2 separate regions of the Salmo salar genome follow, and region 2 is linked to region 1. A link is a contact called in public Hi-C data. All regions are on one chromosome and are shown on one strand. Each heading gives the region's core, a stretch centred on a gene start, on an enhancer-like site or on the middle of the called end of the contact. The rest is flanking DNA. Distances are from core to core; before and after follow the strand shown. Region 1 overlaps LOC106589534 (ral guanine nucleotide dissociation stimulator-like 1). Region 2 holds the start of LOC106589527 (filaggrin-2).

The links. Hi-C and Micro-C count contacts between places; a contact is called where the count stands out from the background.
Region 2: a Hi-C map of muscle shows a contact between it and region 1, with 8 times the contacts expected there. The contact joins the promoter of LOC106589527 here to the enhancer-like site in region 1. A contact is called at or near these places in 3 of 3 Hi-C or Micro-C datasets (blood, gill and muscle).

Annotation. Positions count from the first base shown.
Region 1 is chrssa02:63,831,905-63,837,037 of Ssal_v3.1, reverse strand. LOC106589534 (ral guanine nucleotide dissociation stimulator-like 1) reads right to left here. Exons shown (of 19, transcript XM_045707682.1): 19 at 4,080-5,133. Among protein-coding and RNA genes, the nearest start is that of LOC106589534, 20 kb to the right of the region's middle. Within about 2 kb of position 3,122, at least 1 of the 13 cell types and tissues checked has an H3K27ac peak or open chromatin away from gene starts, as enhancers often do. A contact at or near this core is called in muscle, where this site is marked.
Region 2 is chrssa02:63,865,264-63,870,485 of Ssal_v3.1, reverse strand. It overlaps LOC106589527 (filaggrin-2), which reads left to right and starts at 3,600. Exons shown (of 2, transcript XM_014179625.2): 1 at 3,600-3,909.

The DNA of each region.
Region 1 (5,133 bases), core at 1,873-4,372:
AAAGGTTAGAGAGGGATAGAGAGAGGGATGGGAGAAAGGTTAGAGAGGGATAGAGAGAGGGATAGGAGAAATGTTAGAGAGGGATAGAGAGAGGGATAGGGGAAAGGTTAGAGAGGGATAGAGAGAGGGATAGGAGAAATGTTAGATGAGGACAGAGAGAGGTTAGAGGGGGGAGAAGACACAAGAGGTCAAAGTCTGTTTTAAGTGGGCGCCAATATGCCTAGGGTGAGTGTGAGGCAAGTGTTTACAGTAAAGAGGGAAGTACATTGCGTCAGGGTTGCGTAAACCCACACACTCACCCTCACAAACTGCACACATACTGCCTCCCTCCATTCAACACTCCAAAAAGAATTACATTTTTACAACTTCAAAATCAAACAGCATGCAAAATGTTCTTCACACTCATCTGCAACCCTAACCCTGACCTAAACCCATGTTTTACATCCATACACAACCCTAAACCTGACCTAAACCCATGTTTTACATCCATACACAACCCTAACCCTAAACCTGACCTAAACCCATGTTTACATCCATAAACAACCCTAAACCTGACCTAAACCCATGTTTTACATCCATAAACAACCTTAACCCTGACCTAAACCCATGTTTTACATCCATACACAACCCTAACCCTGACCTAAACCCATGTTTTACATCCATACACAACCCTAACCCTAAACCTGACCTAAACCCATGTTTTACATCCATACACAACCCTAACCCTGAACCTAACCTAAACCCATGTTTTACATCCATACACAACCCTAACCCTGAACCTGACCTAAACCCATGTTTTACATCCATACACAACCCTAACCCTGAACCTGACCTAAACCCATGTTTTACATCCATACACAACCCTAACCTTAAACCTGACCTAAACCCATGTTTTACATCCATACACAACCCTAATCCTAAACCTGACCTAAACCCATGTTTTACATCCATACACAACCCTAACCCTGACCTAAACCCATGTTTTACATCCATACACAACCCTAACCCTAAACCTGACCTAAACCCATGTTTTACATCCATACACAACCCTAACCTTAAACCTGACCTAAACCCATGTTTTACATCCACACACAACCCTAACCCTGAACCTGACCTAAACCCATGTTTTACATCCATACACAACCCTAACCCTGAACCTGACCTAAACCCATGTTTTACATCCATACACAACCCTAACCCTGACCTAAACCCATGTTTTACATCCATACACAACCCTAACCTTAAACCTGACCTAAACCCATGTTTTACATCCATACACAACCCTAATCCTAAACCTGACCTAAACCCATGTTTTACATCCATACACAACCCTAACCCTAAACCTGACCTAAACCCATGTTTTACATCCATACACAACCCTAACCTTAAACCTGACCTAAACCCATGTTTTACATCCATACACAACCCTAACCCTAAACCTGACCTAAACCCATGTTTTACATCCATACACAACCCTAACCCTAGCTAACCTAAACCAATGTTTTACATCCACACACACGATGAGAGTTCAGAGGTTAAACTGGAGGCCTGGTTCATGGTAATGAGGCCCTGTGAAGACCACAACAACATCAACCACCACCGAGAAGGACCACCACCCCCCCACACAAGGAATGTGCTAGACAGGGTCACGACATTTGGAATGCTGCGGTCGCCAGACAGCGGTCACCGGGGGGAAGGGAGGCCCTTATTTCCTTATTTGGGGTGGATACTTAGAAGAGGCGTGTGATGTCTCGGCCCTGACGGACGGTCATTGGGTATATTTCTATCTATAAAGGGCTCACATGAGCATCTGTCACTTTGACCTCTGTTTGGTATCCACGATGAGAAGGTCAGAGTGGAGAAGGAGGGAGAGTGGCTGAGACGGATGTCGTTCTTTCTCCTTCCCCATGGCCTTCAGCTTATCGTTGTCATGATGATTTCAATTATGGAATATTGACGTCAACTGACTGACTAGTCTTTTGGCTTCTTTTTGAATACGGTATGAAAGAGACACATCGTTTTTTGAGTTAATAGCCTTGTCGTTTTTGAACTTTTGTATGCTTTTTGAATTGTATTCAATGTGCAAAAACGTTGCGCAATAGACTTCGGTGGCAAAACTTCATAAAAGGCATCTGGCAGATGTAAATTCATCCAGACACAAATATGTTTTTTATTAAATTACAGATTTTTCCTGAATTTGATATAATCATCAAGCCCATTCAAAAGATTAGGGGACAGAAACCAGAAGGATGATGTAATAGGACAATATCACTTTCACATCGTGTATTGGTCATTTTAATGCTATGGCTGTGCTTGCCGTCAGCCATTTTAGAAAACATGAGTTAAATCCAGACTCGCCCTTTTTCAGTCTGTCCTCTCTGGTATAATTAAAAAGAACAGCCAGTGCTGAACAAAGTGGTTAGATCACAGTGCACTCCACATTCCCTCATGGGGTTGTGGTTGTGGTGTGTCTGTCTGTTGATGTTTGTTTAGGCAGCACAATGATAAGGCTGGGAAAAGTGCACATTTCAAGATTTATAGCTTCATAATGTGTACAAAACATTAAGAGCACCTGCTCTTTCCATGACAGACTGACCAGGTGAAAGCTAAGTTCCCTTATTGATGTCAATAGTTAGATCCACTTCAAATCAGTGTAGATGAAGGGGAGGATACAGGTTAAAGAAGGATTTTTAAGCCTCGAGACAGTTGAGAAATTGATGTGTGTGTGTGTGTGTGTGTGTCATTCAGAGAGAGAATAAGCAAGACAAAAGATCGAAGTGCCTTTGAACGGGTTTTGGTAGCAGGTGCCAGGCACACTGGTTTGTGTCAAGAACTGCAACGCTGATGGATTTCACTTTCAACAGTTTCCTGTGTGTATTAAGAATGGTCCACCAACCAAAGGCCATCCAGCAAACTTGACAATGCTTTCAACACCTTGTAGAGTCCATGCCCCAATGAACTGAGGCTGTTCTGAGGGCAGGTTCTTAATGTTTTGTGAACTCAGTGCATGTACATTCCAGTGGTGTTGAAATGGATTTGGAACAGTCTTACATTCTCTTCATTGTTCTTTGTCTCCAATAGACTTTATAAAGCTTTTCTGCCCACTAGTGGTTGAAATACAGACTGGAGTCAGCAGACTCGGCAGACCAGTCTGCTATCACCCCTCCCTATTCAACAAGCGGACCGCTGGCCAGAACCGGACCCAGAACAGGGGCAATATGGACCACAATTCAAGACTAAAAATATAAAAATGTGGGTGAACTAAGTCGGGCTTCGACCCCTAGTATCATATGAACATACATAAGACATGGAAAACGGTGTAGAATTGCCAACAAAAGGGGTGTAAACAGTTTGGGAAGGCATGGTTTGCGATGTGGGGGTATGTTACTACACCGATACATTTCAATATCCATTTGGATCTTTGTCAAATAATACTTGACCCCGGCCGGCCCTATTGGTTTCATAGTTCCACTCAGACTGTAGTGCCACCATGTGGCGAGAAAGAGCATAACCCAAATGTCATACATAATTTATTCAGCCCAACGCTCAGTCAGCCACCGCATTTCAATGGAGGACAGGTTCAATATCACATCTCTATAAAACAGAATAAACTTCAAACAAAGATACTACTGCAGTGATAGTAATGTATTTTAACTGATAAAGCAATAAATAATGCAATAGTCTGTCAAACTAAATAAACAAAAACACTAACAATCGAAGTAAACACAGTGCAATTAACTTACCACACCCAAAACATTTCTTCAAACAGCATAGTTCTCCAAATGGTTTTCTGACACAGCATAGCAACGACACCACAGTCTCTACAAACTTCAGGTACAAACATGCTCACCTGCATAGGTCTAAGGAACGCTTTTTTGTTTACTTTTTAACCGGTCCCTCCCTATTTATAGTCCCAGGGGAAAGACTGACCAAAACTAATGTTCCTACCCTATCATAACTATCATGTAAAATAAAGCTTTATTTTTTGCATGGACTAGGTGACAAATAGCATGGACTAGGTGACAAATAGCATGGACTAGGTGACTAGTGTGTAAGATATAATGCAAAGTCAACATGAGTTGAGTATATTAATCTTTATTAATTAATATCCCATAGTTTAAAACAAAGTGACATTGAAAGAAAAGTGCTTGAATTAAAAACACCCAACTATGTCTTACTATACTTGTGAGGACATTTTGGGGACCAACAAAATTTTGATTCCCATTCAAAATCCTATTTTCCCTAACCCCAACCCCAAAATAGCCTTTTTATAAGTGACGACCGGCCAAATGTCCTCACTTCTCTAAAGTTTTGTTGGTTTACTATTCTAGTAAGGACTTCTGGTCCTCACAAGTTCAGTAAAATGTACACACACGACAAATGGCTCTCCGAATAAAACACTGATAGGAGTTTCAGCTAAATCTTAAGCAGCACAAAATGTAAATTCATGCTTGTTCTCTGTTGTCTCCCCATCTGACTTATAAACAGTTCTACACTTCACAACACTATCAGCAATACCCACATTCACCAACCACCCACTGCCCTCACACTGGCTAATGAATTCACCATAAATAACACCATCACATTCTGTGTGTCTTTCAACATCCACATTCAATAGTCATTCTTGTATATTCATGTCCCCACTGAAATCAAATGGGCCTTTAACCACGGGGGGTATCAGACATTGCTTGGGGGAAACCCTCTCCCTCCTCCGCTCTCTTTTTCTGCATTTCTTCAGAAAGCCTGTAGTCACGTATAGAAAACAGTGTACAAAACAGTAACAACACCTTCCTAATATTGAGTTGCACCCCCTTTTGCCCTCAGAACAGCCTCAATTCGTCAGGGCATGGACTCTACAAGGTGTCAATAGTGTTCCACAGGGATGCTGGCCCATGTTGCATCCAATGCTTCCCACAATTATGTCAAGTTGGTTGGTGGACCATTCTTGATGCACACAGGAAACTGTTTAGTGTGAAAAACCCAGCAGCGTTGCAGTTCTTGACATAAACCTGTGTGCCCCGGCATCTACTACCATACCCTGTTCATAGGCATTTAGATCTTGTGTCTTGCCATTCACCCTCTGAATGGCACACATACACAATCCACGTCTCAATTGTCTCAACGCTTAAAAAT
Region 2 (5,222 bases), core at 2,351-4,850, 33 kb before region 1:
AAATCTCAAATTTGGACTGTAGACCAAAGGACAAATTTCCACCGGTCTAATGTCCATTGTGCGTGTTTCTTGGCACAAGCAAGTCTCTTCTTCTTATTTGTGTCCTTTAGTAATTGTTTCTTTGCAGCAATTCGACCATGAAGGCCTGATTCACACGGTCTCCTCTGAACAGTTGATGTTGAGATGTGTCTGTTACTTAAACTCTGTGAAGAATTTATTTGTGCCAGTTTCATCATAGCGCTTGATGGTTTAGCGCTTGATGATTCCAAATGTGTTATTTCATAGTTAAGATGTCTTCGCTATTATTCTACAACGTAGAAAACAGTGAAAATTAAGAAAAACCCTTGAATGAGCAGGTGTTCGAAAACTTTTGACCGGTAGTGTATATATATATATATATATATATATATATATATATATATATATATATATATATATATATATATACAGTACCAGTCAAAGGTTTGGACACAATTACTCATTCAACTGTTATTCTTTATTTTTACTATTTTCTAAATTGTAGAATAATAGTGAAGAATTCAAAACTGGCACCTACTACTATACCCCATTTAAAAGGCAGCCTTTACAGTTGAAGTCGGAAGTTTACATACACTTAGGTCGGAGTCATTAAAGCTTGTTTTTCAACCACTCCATACATTTCTTGTTAACAAACTATAGTTTTGGCAAGTCGGGTAGGATATTTAGTTTGTGCATGACACAGGTAATTTTTCCAACAATTGTTTACAGACAGATTATTTCATTTATAATTCACTGTATCACAATTCCAGTGGGTCAGAAGTTTACATACACTAAGTTGACTGTGCCTTTAAACAGCTTGGAAAATTCCAGAAAATAATGTCATGGCTTTAGAAGATTCTGATAGACTAATTGACCTGTGGATGTATTTCAGGGCCTACCTTCAAACTCAGTGCATCTTTGCTTGACATCATGGGAAAATCAAACGAAATCAGCCAAGACCTCAGAATTTTTTTTTTAGATCTCCACAAGTCTGGCTCATCCTTGGGAGCAATTTCCAAACACCTGAAGGTACCACGTTCATCTGTACAAACAATTGTACGCAAATATAAACACCATGGGACCACGCAGCCGCCATACCGCTCAGGAAGGAGACGCGTTCTGTCTCCTAGAGATGAACGTACTTTGGTGCGAAAAGTGCAAATCAATCCCAGAACAACAGCAAACGACCTTGTGAAGATGCTGGAGGAAACAGGTACAAAAATATCTATATCCACATTAAAACGAGTCCTATATCGACATAACCTGAAAGGCCGCTCAGCAAGGAAGAAGCCACTGCTCCAAAACCGCCATTAAAAAAAAGTCAGACTACGGTTTGCAACTGCACATGGGGACAAAGATCGTACTTTTTGGAGAAATGTCCTCTGGTCAGATGAAACAAAAATAGAACTGCTTGGCCATAATGACCATCGTTATGTTTGGAGGAAAAAGAGGGAGGCTTGCAAGCCGAAAAACACCATCCCAACTGTGAAGCACGGGGGTGGTCGCAACATGTTGTGGGGATGCTTTGCTGCAGGAGGGACTGGTGCACTTCACAAAATAGATTTATTTTCTGAGGTCTTGGCTGATTTCTTTTGATTTTCCCATGATGTCAAGCAAAGAGGCACTGAGTTTGAAGGTAGGCCTTGAAATACATCCACAGGTACAACTCCAATTGACTCAAATTATGTCAATTAGCCTATCAGAAGCTTCTAAAGCCATGACATCATTTTCTGGAATTTTCCAAGCTGTTTAAAGGCACATTCAACTTAGTGTATGTAAACTTCTGAACCACTGGAATTGTGATACAGTGAATTATGAATGAAATAATATGTCTGTAAACAATTGTTGGAAAAATGACTTGTGTCATGCACAAAGTAGATGTCCTAACTGACTTGCCAAAACTATAGTTTGTTAAGAGGAAATTTGGGGAGTGGTTGAAAAATTAGTTTTAATGAGTCCAGCCTAAGTGTATGTAAACTTCCGACTGCAATTGTATATATCCAAAAAGGTAGAAGTTTGTGATGCTATATATAACCCTCAAAAGGGGGGAAGCATATACAAAAAAAACAGATTAATGATATGGTTATAAGCATCATTTTGAGGATTATACATGTTTAAGATGTATAACACATCACCTAATAGGACGAAGTTAGGGATTTATTGACTAATCTCATTATTTTATCTAGAGTGATTAATTTGAACACTCAAGCCCGTTATGACACTGGCCTGCTGGCCCCCCTACCTCTGAGGAAGCACAGTTCCCGCTCAGCCCAGTCAAAACTGTTCGCTGCTCTGGCACCCCAATGGTGGAACAAGCTCCCTCACGACGCCAGGACAGCGGAGTCAATCACCACCTTCCGGAGACACCTGAAACCCCACCTCTTTAAGGAATACCTAGGATAGGATAAAGTAATCCTTCTAACCCCCCCCCCTTAAAAGATTTAGATGCACTATTGTAAAGTGGTTGTTCCACTGGATATCATAAGGTGAATGCACCATTTTGTAAGTCGCTCTGGATAAGAGCGTCTGCTAAATGACTTAAATGTAATGTAAATGTAATGATTGATGAGTTTAGTTTGAATGTATATTGAAGCGAGCTGAATTGGGATAAACACTTTTTCTTATACAATATATCTCTCTCTCAGCTCTGAGTGCTTTTGCTATGAAAAATGACTTGCGTTGCATCCCAATGCACCCTTTTCCCTATGTAGTGCACCTTTTTTGACCAGAGCCCTATGGGGTAAAAAGTTTTGCAATATATAGGGAATAGGGTGCCATTTGGGACGCACCCTTGAAACAATAGCAGGTTGTAGCTGTGATGTAATTTTAGTTGTGTAATTAATTGTGTGATGAGGCTGATGACCTCGTCCTTGCGTTAATTCTCTCTCTATGCCCCCATCCTGGCTATTTTATGCACACACACCTATAATAACACACACACAATGCAATGATACACTTCAATCACATATGGTATGGCATATCTTGTATAGAATGTTGTATCTTGCACACAAACACACACACCTTGTGAGGACTTTTTGGGGACGAACAATTGATTTCCATTAAAAATCCTATTTTCCCTAACCGCTAACCCTAAAAGTAATCCCAAACCCTAAATGTAAACCTAAATCCTAAACTTAATCCTAACCCCAACCCTAAACATAATTCTAACTGTAAACCCTAAACCTAAAATACCATTTTTGCAAGTAAAGCAAAATGGCCTCACTTCTCTGAATTGTTGTTGGTTTACTATTCTTGTGAGGACTTCTGGTACTTACAATATAATAAAACGTGTACACACACGCACAGGTAGGCTAAACAAACTTTAGGCTATTTGTCTTCACCTCGCCCTTTGGGCAACCTAACCAAATCTTTGACCGAAATCTCATTCTGATTCTGTCTGGCGCTAGTCAATTCAGATACTACTGGTCCGGTGGCCCGGTCCTGCCAAATTGTGTTGCATCAGGTCGAAGCAATAGGGATCTGTACCGTGGGGGCAAACAGGGAGCGCGCGCGCCAACAAAAAAGACGTGACGAGGCAGCCTATGAGCTGTTACGCAACCACTGACCCACTAACACACATTCTAGAGGGGAGAGGGAGAGAAACTGGAGCAAGCGCCCAACATAACAGTCGGGACTCAATGCAAAAGGGGGAGACACTGCTTCTTGTAAGCTACAACCAGACAGACTGACCTCAGAGCAAGTAAGAGGAGCTAGAGCTGCGCCCGAAAGCTTTTTTTTAAATTCTCTCAGACAAATGAAACATCTAGCTATTTGACCATTTCTGTTGAACGAAATAGAGGATACGAGCCAACTTCAACTGCGGAAGGCGATTGCTTTGTGTCCGGCATTGTGCATTTTTTTAGCTGGAGACACGTCACTTGTTCTTAAAAGGTACGTTGGAGTCCTGTTGATGTGCTTAATTCTGTGCGTAAATGTTAGATTGGATTGAATGCTGGATAATGAATTATTTAGAATTTGATATTTGTTTAAAAGTGCAACACTGTTGCGGATTCAGATTCTCATTTTGCTTTTAGGTATGGGTATTGTTCACATGCGGGCGACTCGCCCCTACCGGTAGACAGCCACTGTGTGTGTGACTTTGAGTTATTTGTAGTCATTGTGGTTTATTTGAAACCAGTTCCCTTTCCCATGTATTCATTCATACTGTATATTCCTCAAGCTTAGCAAATTCTCCGTTTTAATCAAGGCACTATATTGTAAAGTGGTGGATGCTGTTGTAAAGAGAAGCCGATTCACATTGCTCAATGCGCTCAATGTCAGGTCGGGCGTTTTTCCCTCATGGTATTTGTTCAATGGATGGGTAGTAAATCCACTGTGCAATAGATTGGAATATCAAACCGTTTTGGGGGGTGGCCTCTTGCTGTGAAGAGCATTGTCTGGAGTTATTGTAGTTTAAAACATGTTTTTTCTTTCTTTACTTAAAAATATTTGTTTCATATTTATTTAAATATTTGGTTTATTGACATGTTGCTAAATCTAAATAGCAGGTGTGTGACCTATATTTTATTTATGAAGTTGTCATTAATAGCGTTGATACGTCTAATAATATACAGGTAGGTTAATTAAAGGCAAAGTATACTGAAAACGAATATAACTTTTTGATTTATTTCAGTGCAATAAATGGTCTACTGGTGCAGGCAAGTTATTGATTTCGTTCCTATCGGTGACCTCCTTTTGTCGTGTTGTAAGTCAGACCCTCAGACATTCCATGTGCCTGGCGAGGATGTTCCCGTCACGTGTAGCTTTTCTCTGGAACTTGGAACAAGAGGGATTACTAGCTATGTCTTGCATTTGCCTCCATTCTATGCCATTAGTCATTTTATGTGATAAATATTTGGTCAAAACTAGATGTCCTGGAATTTTGGCATAAAGGATAGTTATAATCATGTTATTACACATCTATAAGCAGTCCATAGAGTTTTTTTGGGGGGGTGGGCTGAGGGGTGGTATGGCATATGACATAATAGCTATGCACTAGTAAGCTACGCAGTAGAATGAGAGGAGGAGAATGAATAGAATCATGGTCTTTCATAAGGGCTGGGGAAAGTTTGCAGAATTAATTCATAGACAAAGATCTGCAAGCATGTGCCTTGATATTTAACAATTAGGAATATCACATGTATTTTTTTTTTAAATCTAGAGGTATTTGTATTTGATTGACCTGTTGCAAAGTAAAAGCAGGT